Regions from separate parts of the Mus musculus genome. Here regions 2 and 3 are each linked to region 1. A link is a contact called in public Hi-C and HiChIP or PLAC-seq data. All regions are on one chromosome and are shown on one strand. The core of a region is the stretch at or near the end of the contact, and the rest is flanking DNA. Distances in the headings are between cores, read along the strand shown.

What was found. Hi-C and Micro-C count contacts between places; a contact is called where the count stands out from the background. HiChIP or PLAC-seq counts read pairs in DNA pulled down with a chosen protein or histone mark.
Region 2: a contact with region 1 is called in a Hi-C map of cerebellar granule neurons, with 2.9 times the contacts expected there. The contact joins the enhancer-like site here to the promoter of Wscd2 in region 1. A contact is called at or near these places in 14 of 39 promoter capture datasets (the 3T3-L1 cell line, 3T3-L1-derived adipocytes, the C10 cell line and 9 more), 5 of 484 Hi-C or Micro-C datasets (brain, cerebellar granule neurons, cerebellum and 2 more), 8 of 115 datasets of contacts at active chromatin or transcription factors (SST interneurons, embryonic basal ganglia, embryonic forebrain and 5 more) and 3 of 9 other capture datasets (adipose tissue, liver and pancreatic islet).
Region 3: a contact with region 1 is called in an H3K4me3 HiChIP or PLAC-seq map of embryonic forebrain, with 2.8 times the contacts expected there. The contact joins the enhancer-like site here to the promoter of Wscd2 in region 1. A contact is called at or near these places in 18 of 39 promoter capture datasets (the 3T3-L1 cell line, the C10 cell line, the HPC-7 cell line and 12 more), 4 of 484 Hi-C or Micro-C datasets (bone marrow-derived macrophages, embryonic fibroblasts, embryonic stem cells and 1 more), 11 of 115 datasets of contacts at active chromatin or transcription factors (SST interneurons, VIP interneurons, embryonic basal ganglia and 8 more) and 3 of 9 other capture datasets (adipose tissue, liver and pancreatic islet).

The regions. Positions count from the first base shown.
Region 1 is chr5:113,488,946-113,491,696 of GRCm38.p6, forward strand. Wscd2 (WSC domain containing 2) reads left to right here and starts at 1,502. Exons shown (of 9, transcript NM_177292.3): 1 at 1,502-1,995.
Region 2 is chr5:113,682,103-113,684,965 of GRCm38.p6, forward strand. No RefSeq gene overlaps it. Among named protein-coding and RNA genes, the nearest start is that of Gm46919, 15 kb to the right of the region's middle. Within about 2 kb of position 1,314, at least 6 of the 459 cell types and tissues checked have an H3K27ac peak or open chromatin away from gene starts, as enhancers often do. A contact at or near this core is called in cerebellar granule neurons and cerebellum, where this site is marked.
Region 3 is chr5:113,702,710-113,705,539 of GRCm38.p6, forward strand. The region is part of intron 2 of 1700069L16Rik (RIKEN cDNA 1700069L16 gene); the gene reads right to left. Among named protein-coding and RNA genes, the nearest start is that of Gm46919, 5.4 kb to the left of the region's middle. Within about 2 kb of position 1,367, at least 14 of the 459 cell types and tissues checked have an H3K27ac peak or open chromatin away from gene starts, as enhancers often do. A contact at or near this core is called in embryonic forebrain, where this site is marked.

The sequences.
Region 1 (2,751 bases), core at 252-2,751:
CCACAATGGGTGGGGCCCTCCTGCATGAATCACTAATTAAGAAAATGGTCTACAGGTTCGCCCAAAGCCGGGTCTTATGTAGGCGTTTTCTCAACTGAGGCTCCTCCTTCTCTGATGACTCTGGCTTGTGTCAAGTTGACAGAAAACCAGCCAGCACACAGAGAAGGGAAACAGATCCTGAACGTGGTTGGTGTCGTCCCATGGGCTAGAGTCCTCAAGCGGAGCACCTCATTCGCCTCTGCTCCCCAACTGTGGCTTCCCCTCCCTGAAGGACATGGAAGCCAAAGGAAACCTCTTCCTCAGCTGTTTTTGCTGGCTGTTTTGTTGAAGCAACTGGAAGGTAAGAATTATCAAACAACCAATGCAAAATGGGCAGGAGATTTGTATTCCAGGCAATACCAATAGATGAGTTGGGGAAGACTGAGAGATTTCATACTCAGGGTACAAACTTAAGTCCGCATCTTTATACACAGCTCCCTGCTAGGCTCAAACTCACTCCCCCGACCAAGCCCGAAGCCCATTTTCTCTGAGGTAGATATGGATACTGTGTGGCAGCCCACAACCCTCATATGGCCAGCCTAGAAGGTCTGAGCTGCTCCTGTTCATGTAGGGAAACCAAGGCAGCTTGGTCAGAGCCATACCGACAGAAAACAGTTAAGGGGAGAGGACACTTGAACCCCATTCCATTTAGCTCAACAGTCGGCATTCAAAAAAAACACGAAAACCAAGATCTCGGACTGGGGAGGTGGCTCAGCAGATACAACACTTGTTCTGTAAGCTTGAGGGCCTGAGTTCAAATCCCTGGTAGCCACATAAACAAGAGCTCACCCTGTAACTCCAGTGGCCCTAAGACATGCGAAGGGGAGGGGAGAGAGTCCAGGACCCTCGAACGATCATCTGCAAACACAGATGGAGGAGCCACCATCTCAAGCAAGGTAGAGAATAAAGACTGACACCTGAGGTGGTTCTCTGACTTCACGCAAGGCACGGTGACACACGAGTTCATACATGTGGGCACAGGTGTCCATGCACACCACACACACACATACATACACACACACACAATATTTACACCTAAGCCAGACGTAGTGTCTCACACCTTTAAGCTCAGCACTTGAGAGGCAGAGGCAGGTGGACCTTTATGAGTTCGAAGCCAGTGTGCTCTAATGATGTAGAGTTCCAGGACAGCCAGACCTACATAGAGAAACCCTGTCTGGGGGGTGGGGGGGGGTGTTGGGGGGGAGTAAATAAATAAAATAAAATAAAAATATTTACGCCTAGATTTTTCCAGTCGCCCTTGGACCTAACCGGAGCCAAGCTAGATCTGCAAACCAGAAGCCCCTGTGTTCCACTCTTGTCTGATGCTTCTGATCCCCTTCAGGGACCCTCAGTGGAAGTCATCCAGGAGCCGGAGACACACAGCCGGAATTCCAGCAAGCTCAGAGAGGGAGTGTGACAGCCCAGAAGCCACACAGGCAAAACTCAGAGCCTGTTAAAACAACACGCTGAACACCCATCAACAAAACTGTCCTTTGTTGGATTTCTTTGAGCTGCCTGCCGGGCGGGCTCCTGGCCAAGTCTCCAAGCAGCGGCAGCCAGCCCGCACCACGCTCAAGCCAGGCGCCGGCCCTTCACCCCGTCTCGGTGCATTTCGCCGCAGCCCAGGAGCGGGGCTCAGCACACTGCACAGCCCGGATCCCAGGCCTGCGGCGGGCGCGGCGGGAGGCCGGGACGCAAGGAGTTAAGCGCGGGCGGTCGGGCCGGGCTGCGGGGAGGCGGCGGGCGCGGGAGCTCTGGAGCTCGGGCTGCAGACTGCTCCAGCAGGGCCGGGAGTACGGGCGCCCGCGCAGCCCCAGCCTCATACCCCCGGCCTCAGCCTCGCTCAGTCCCAGCCCTGGCTCCGCGCACCACTCTCTGCGCTCCAGGCTCCAGGCTCCCGGCTTCCTGCTCCTCGCTGCGCCCTACCAGGCACAGAGAGCTCGGCGCTTCCCCCAGGTAAGCAGCAGCCACGGGTCCCCAGTGAGCCCAAAGCTGCAGAGAGGTGACAGTCGGCTCCGGGGAGATGACAAACTTTCCTCTGGCCGCGGACGCGTGTGGGGACATCCCTGGGGCTGCCGGAGCAGCGGGGGGCCTTGGATCACACTCTCGCACTCCGCTGCCGGGCCAGCTTCCAGCCTGGGGAGAAGGGGTGAGCGGTGCCTGTGAGCTGGCCTTGGGGTGGTGCCTGCACTGGGGAACCAAGCGGTAGCCAGGGCCCCGCAGCGTGGGCTCTGCGAAGCCCACTTTGCAGACTGGCTTCTGTGGGTCCTTGGGGGGGGCATATGGTAGGAGAAAGCCACTTGCCCCTCTCCCGCCCCCCCCCGTTCAAATGCCAGCAGGCCCAAGTGCCCTTCCAGGAGACCCTCAACTCCTTTCCAGGCCCCCACAGGCACAGCCCACTCCTTGAGATTCCAGAGGGGCTGCCCCTTTAGGGGGAGAAAGAAAGCTTTAAAAAATCAGAGAGAGCTGCCTGCACCCCTCAATGAGAGGAGCAAGCCGCAGGGAAGGGGCCTGAGGGGACCAGGGCTCCTGGTGACCTCTTGCCCAGCCCGTGGCTGCCCACTCTGAGTCCCTGAGGCTGTCCCAACCTAGAGCACTGCTGGCTATAATCCCTTTCTCCCTAGTGAAAGCACACTTCCAAAAGGCCAGTCCTGTGTCCACATGGAAGACATCACTGTCCTCCATTCCTGCCGGGAGGGCTGGGAGTCAGGG
Region 2 (2,863 bases), core at 64-2,563, 190 kb after region 1:
GAAACTGAGGCTGAGCAATTAAATGGAGTGCCCACAGCCATGTGCACCTACTAAAAACTTCACTCTGACCTCACGCCCACTCCCTTTGCAAAGCTGTTGATACCCAGACCCACATTCAGGGGTTATGATTTAGGGGTGGTTTTATTTTGTTTGAGACAGAGTTTTGTGCTACATAGTCCTGGCTGGCCTCTAACTTACAGTGGTCCTGTGCCTCCAGAGTTCCAGGATTCAAGCATGTACCATCACACCCAGGCCCAAGTCTAAAGTCGGGTAGACGGACCAAATCCCAGACAGAGAGGCACGGATTCCAAAGGAAAGACTTGGGTTCAAATCCTGCATCTGTCCCTGCCCAGGTGTATGAGGTGGCGAGGCTGTTCACCACAGAATGATGAATGGGATAAAACACAGTGAGACAGTCAGTCATGTGGCACTGAGAGCAAGGAGAGAAAGAGACAGAGACAGACAGAGACAGAGGAGGGGGGCTTTCTGCCCAGTCATGCCACGCAGCAGCTTCTGGGAAAAACGCTTACCTAAGCTTTTTTCCTCTCCTGTACAAGACTCATAGTCCCAGACTGGTGGAGTGGGCCAGAGTTCTGAAAGTCACTTTAGCAACATTCCCCACAGACAGACCACAGCAGGCAGCTGTCACCAGGTCCCCATTTGCCTTGGGAGGTAAGCTGACCCAAGAAGCAAGAAAATGCGCCCAGCCACTTTCTCCCTGACCCAGGAAAGGTTTCTGACCTTCAAGAAAGGCTGAGCTGCCACTGAGCCTCAGGTCACTCTAGAAAGGTTTCTTAAAAAACATTCGAGTGTCTGATTTCTGATCTGGCTGAATCGAGGGCTGAATGGAGATGAACATAGAGCATGCCCAGTGTTTCTAAGCTACAGGCCACTCTACACCTGCCCTGACAGAAAAGGGCCCTGGCTTCAGCCCCCTGCGCTCTCGGAGAGGGGCCTCCCTCCCACACTCACAGCTGCACCAGGATAGGAACAAACCAAGTAAAGATATTTACATCCAGCAGGAAGTTCAGTCAGGAATCCTTTTCTCCTCAAAAGCTTGGGGAAACTGAGGCAGCTCTGTAGCTAAATGTTTCGCCACGTGGGATAAGCAGAAGCAGGTCTCTGATAACGTTCAAGCCGAAAGCATCCTGCCAGACTCTGATGCTGTGATGAAATACCAGAAGCTGGGTCCTTTTTCACATAAGAGGATTATTTTCTGAGTCCTGGAGGCTTGGCAGTGTTGTGGCTACCATCTGCTTGGCTCTCGTGGTGAGGGCCCTAGTGGTAAATGGCTTTATGCCACCAGGAAAGGAAGCAAGAAACAGGAGGGACCGAACTCACCAGTGTGACCATCTGTTCTAGTGGGAACAGAACCAGTCCCGCTAGACTTGACCTGGTCCTCTGAGAGGGCACTGATTCAAAGCTGGAGGCCTCACTACCCAGGCACCTTCCACTAGACCCTGCCTCTCCCGTCAGCATCTGCAGATGAGTTAGTTACTTGTTACGCTACAGTAGCAAGATGGCTGACAGAAGAAATTAAAGGAAGCAAGGGCTTGCAGTTCCCATGGATACAGCCCACCAGGGCCAGGGAGCCATGGCAGCAGGATCCTGAGGAAGTAGGTCACATTGTGTCCACAGTCAGGAAATAGAGAGAGAAGGATGGTGTGAGCCCTAGCTCTCTCCATTCTATGCAGTGTGGCCCTGGCCTAGGAAATGGTGCCACCCACTTTTAAGGGGGCTCTTTGGACCTCTATTTACCTGATCTAGAAAATCCTCTCAACAACTGTGCCCACAGGTGCCTCTTGTATGACTCTACATTTGGTCAAGATGACTATCAAAATAGCATCACAATTAGGGACCAAGTATCTAGCCCTGGAGCCATTTACAGGCCTCCACACCCTTGGGAGCAGATCATGGTAACCCGGCGGCTTTGAGAGGGAATTACAGTGCCCCTGTGGCCTGCTGGGAAGATTTTCAGTGAACAGAAAATGCCAGACAACTCCTCACTTCTGGCTCTTCTGCCTCCCTAACCGGAAGTTTTAGTGAACCCCGCCAGGCTCTCTAATTGCAGCCACCATAGCCACCTTCATGCAGCTTAAGGAAAAGATCTCACACGTCTAACCCAAGGTCAGGGCAGAGGACACGCAGCACATTTTCCCAGCATCTGTGGAACAAGCTTTGCCCTTTATCAGTGTGTCCTGCCCTCCATCACTCCCTCCCCAATGCTATTAAGCGGTTGAGCCTTGCATCTCCATAAGCAGCAAGGTAGGGAGGAGAGAAAACAGCAATTTCCGAAGGATTTGAGACCATGTAATTTCCTTTCCCCGCTGGCACTGTCCTCTCTTCTCTCGCGGAGCACAAGCGAGCGTGAGTGTCCTTCAGTAGTCAATGACTCCAACGTCTGAGAAGCCTGCCCTGACTCTCCCGAGGGGAGTTGTGGGAGTGCCTCCATCATTCTTGTTTAGCTCTCCTGGCACTGGAGGGGCGAGGGCTCCTGGCACTGGAGAGGCGAGGGCTCCGCTGAAGAGCCCTCAATGTCAAAACAATCCCAGCCACTGCAGGAAGCCTGTCTTTATTTATGCCTGCCTACCGGGGCTGGAGAGATGGCTCAGTGGTTAGCAGCGCTGGCTGCTCATTCAAACGACCCCGGTTCAGTTCTCAGCACCCTCAGAGTAGCTCACAACCATCTGCAACACCAGGTCCGGAAGATCAGCTCCATGGGCACCAGACGCAAAACACACAGATGAAATACTGGGTAAGCCGACAGCTTATTTAGCAACGAACATCAAGAAACAGACAGCTCCATATCTTGTCTAGTGCAGTGGAAATTATATTCCATGTATGGAACTTGCCGTCCTGGAAT
Region 3 (2,830 bases), core at 117-2,616, 210 kb after region 1:
TGTACCCACAGGCCAAAGAGAGCGGGGGGGGGGGGGGCTAGAGGGATGGCTCAGCGGTTAAGAGCACTGACTGCTCTTCCAGAGGTCCTGAGTTCAATTCCCCAGCAGCCACATGACGGCTCACAATTATCTGTAATGGGATCTGATGCCCTCTTCTCAAAAAGAGAAGAAGAAAGAAGAGCCAGGGACCAGCAGAAGCTGATCCTTAAAAAGGCAGGACAGGTCCTATAGATACTTCCATCCTAGATATCAGACTTCCAGAGCTACACAAGGTTAAATCCGGTCCCCTTTAACCCACCCACTTGGACAGTCCTAAGACACAGTTTAATCCAGTACCCAGCATGTGGGCCACTCCCAGGAAGCAATTGTGAAGGCAGGTACAAATCTCTAAGCTGGGAGCTGACCTGGCTGGGCTTAGAAATAGTGCTGCCAGCTCTCTCTCTCTCTCTCTCTCTCTCTCCCTCTCTCTCTCTCTCTCCCTCTCTCTCTCTCTCTCTCTCTCTCTCCCTCTCTCTCTCTCTCCCTCTGTGTGTGTGTGTGTGTGTGTGTGTGTGTGTGTGTGTGTGTGTGTGTGTGTGTGTGTGTTTTCTTTTCTGGAGACAGGGTTTCTCTGTGTAGCCCTGGCTGTCCTGGAACTCACTCTGTGAGTTTACCAGGCTGGCCTCAAACTCAGAAATCCATTGCCTCTACCTCCCAAGTGCTGGGATTAAAGGCATGCGCCACCACTGCCTGGCTTCTGCCAGCTCCCTTACAGTCATGGTTAGTACTTGGTAGTCTCTCCGGGTCATTGACTGGCTGGCCACTTCTCTTTTATACTGAGGCCCTGCTTTGAATCAGAGGTTCAGTACTGGCTGCTGACACCATCCTCACTTGAGGATGAATTGGGGAACTGGCCTTTTTTTTCTAGTCCTTATCTCCCCCGAGTTTTGACGGACATTTCCCAAGAAGCCACCCAAGCACACCACCCCAATAAAGGGAGAGAGGAAATCTCATAAGAGTCCAAATGGCCTTCATATATTAAGCTACCAGTAAGTGCAGCAGCTCAGGGTTCGCCCCCCTCGTATTCTCCAGACAAGTTCCCGTGTTAATGAATTCTAGATTCTCATTTAATAAATGTTGCGTGGGAAGCCTCGTTATTCGAGGCTTCATCAATCTCCGGCTGGCACACGGACGCCCCTGTGGAAGTACCTGAGATCGATCGAGCATGGGGCTCACGTCCTCGGTCCTCCGCTCTGCCACCTACAAGAATTCAGTAATTGAAAAGACCTTATAAATCAATACAGCCAAATTGAAAACTCCCAGAGAACAGCACATCATTCAGTGGGGGGCGTTTGTCAGGATTTCTCTCTGCCTTCCCAGGAGGGGGAGATGCAGAAGAAGGGCGAGCAGGCAGGAAGACAGCTGTTGTCCCGACCAGGGAAAGGGGTGCTTAGCGCTCGGAGTCCATTTAGCTTTGATTGCTTGTCCGGCCTGGTTTTTTTTTTTTTTTTTTTTTGACTTGGCCTGCAGTCAAACACTAGATTTTACCACTCCAGACAAAGGTTTGAATTTCTTGTAGAAAGATGGAAGTGCAGAGCTGCCTTGGTGCTAATTACACCCTAGGGAGGACCCCTCTCCAGCTAGAACAGAATGCTTGTAGCTCACCAATCGCCAAGCAGAAAGGAAATGGTGTGGAGGCCGGGAGGAACAGGAGGAAGAGGGGGTATGCTTGCCCAAGGAAAAGGAAGGTGTTTGAGAGCTGAAAAAAAAAAACATGAAGGAAATTTGAAACAATAAAAGGAAATCTTATTGTCGATCGGATTAGCCAAAACTAATTGCCCACCCTTGACAAGGCAGAGGGAGGGGGGAGACCTTTCAGCAAACAGGCAAGGGCTGCTCCAAGCCTGCAAGTCCATCCGCCTCGCCTCCTCTCCTACAGAAACATGCACAGACAAAAGGAAAAGCTGGAAGCCTGTGTCGGTCCACAGGGGGGAATAGATAATATTCCCTTAGGTTATTAAAGAGCTCTTTCAAAAAGAAACCAGGTCTCCTCGTGCCCAAGACCTATTTCTAAGTAACTAAGAAAAACTTGCAACAGTCTGTGTGAGTATGTGCACATAGCAAGTGTTCAAATATGGAAGAAAACCCTGTAAGGATGTGCGCAAGCTGTTCAGAAGTAGACCAGGAGGACAGCCTAGACTGATACTTTGTATTCTAGGCAAAGAAGAGGAAAAAAAAATCTAAGGGGGAGGACAGACCGCATTGATACTTTGTATTCTAAGCAAAGAAAAAAAATTTAAGAGAAAAACAATAGAAATAAACAAGAAATGAGGTCTGTAGATAGCAAACACAACCGCCTGCCCCTGCTCTTCTTGATTTTATTTTATTTTTACTAATTATTATTGTATTAGTGCGTGCCCCGAGATACGTGCATGCTGTGGAGGTCAGAGGACAGCTTTCAAGAGACACTTCCACCGCGGGCTACAGAGATCAAACTTGGGCCACACAGCTTATACAGCAAGTGTTTACTGAGCCATCCTTCCTGCCTTGGCCAGGTGGGTCCTCATCTTAACTGTTTAGAAGGCTTTCAGGCATATGACTTGCTTGTTCTCCTTGGTCCCTTTAGGGCTAGCCATGGGGTGTGCAGCCACCAGAAGTCACCCTAAACGAACAGGTCTAGACAATTTCAGGGACTTAGTATAAGACTTTGAGCTCACCCATTCTTGGTGTTTCTGTAAACCTTTCTTTCTGATTTGTTCCCCTTGACGCACACGAGTCCCCTGGCAATGGGTATTGTGCTCCTTCAGCCTTCTGGTTACTGAAGAAACCAAATTAAGAGAAGGTAGAGCCT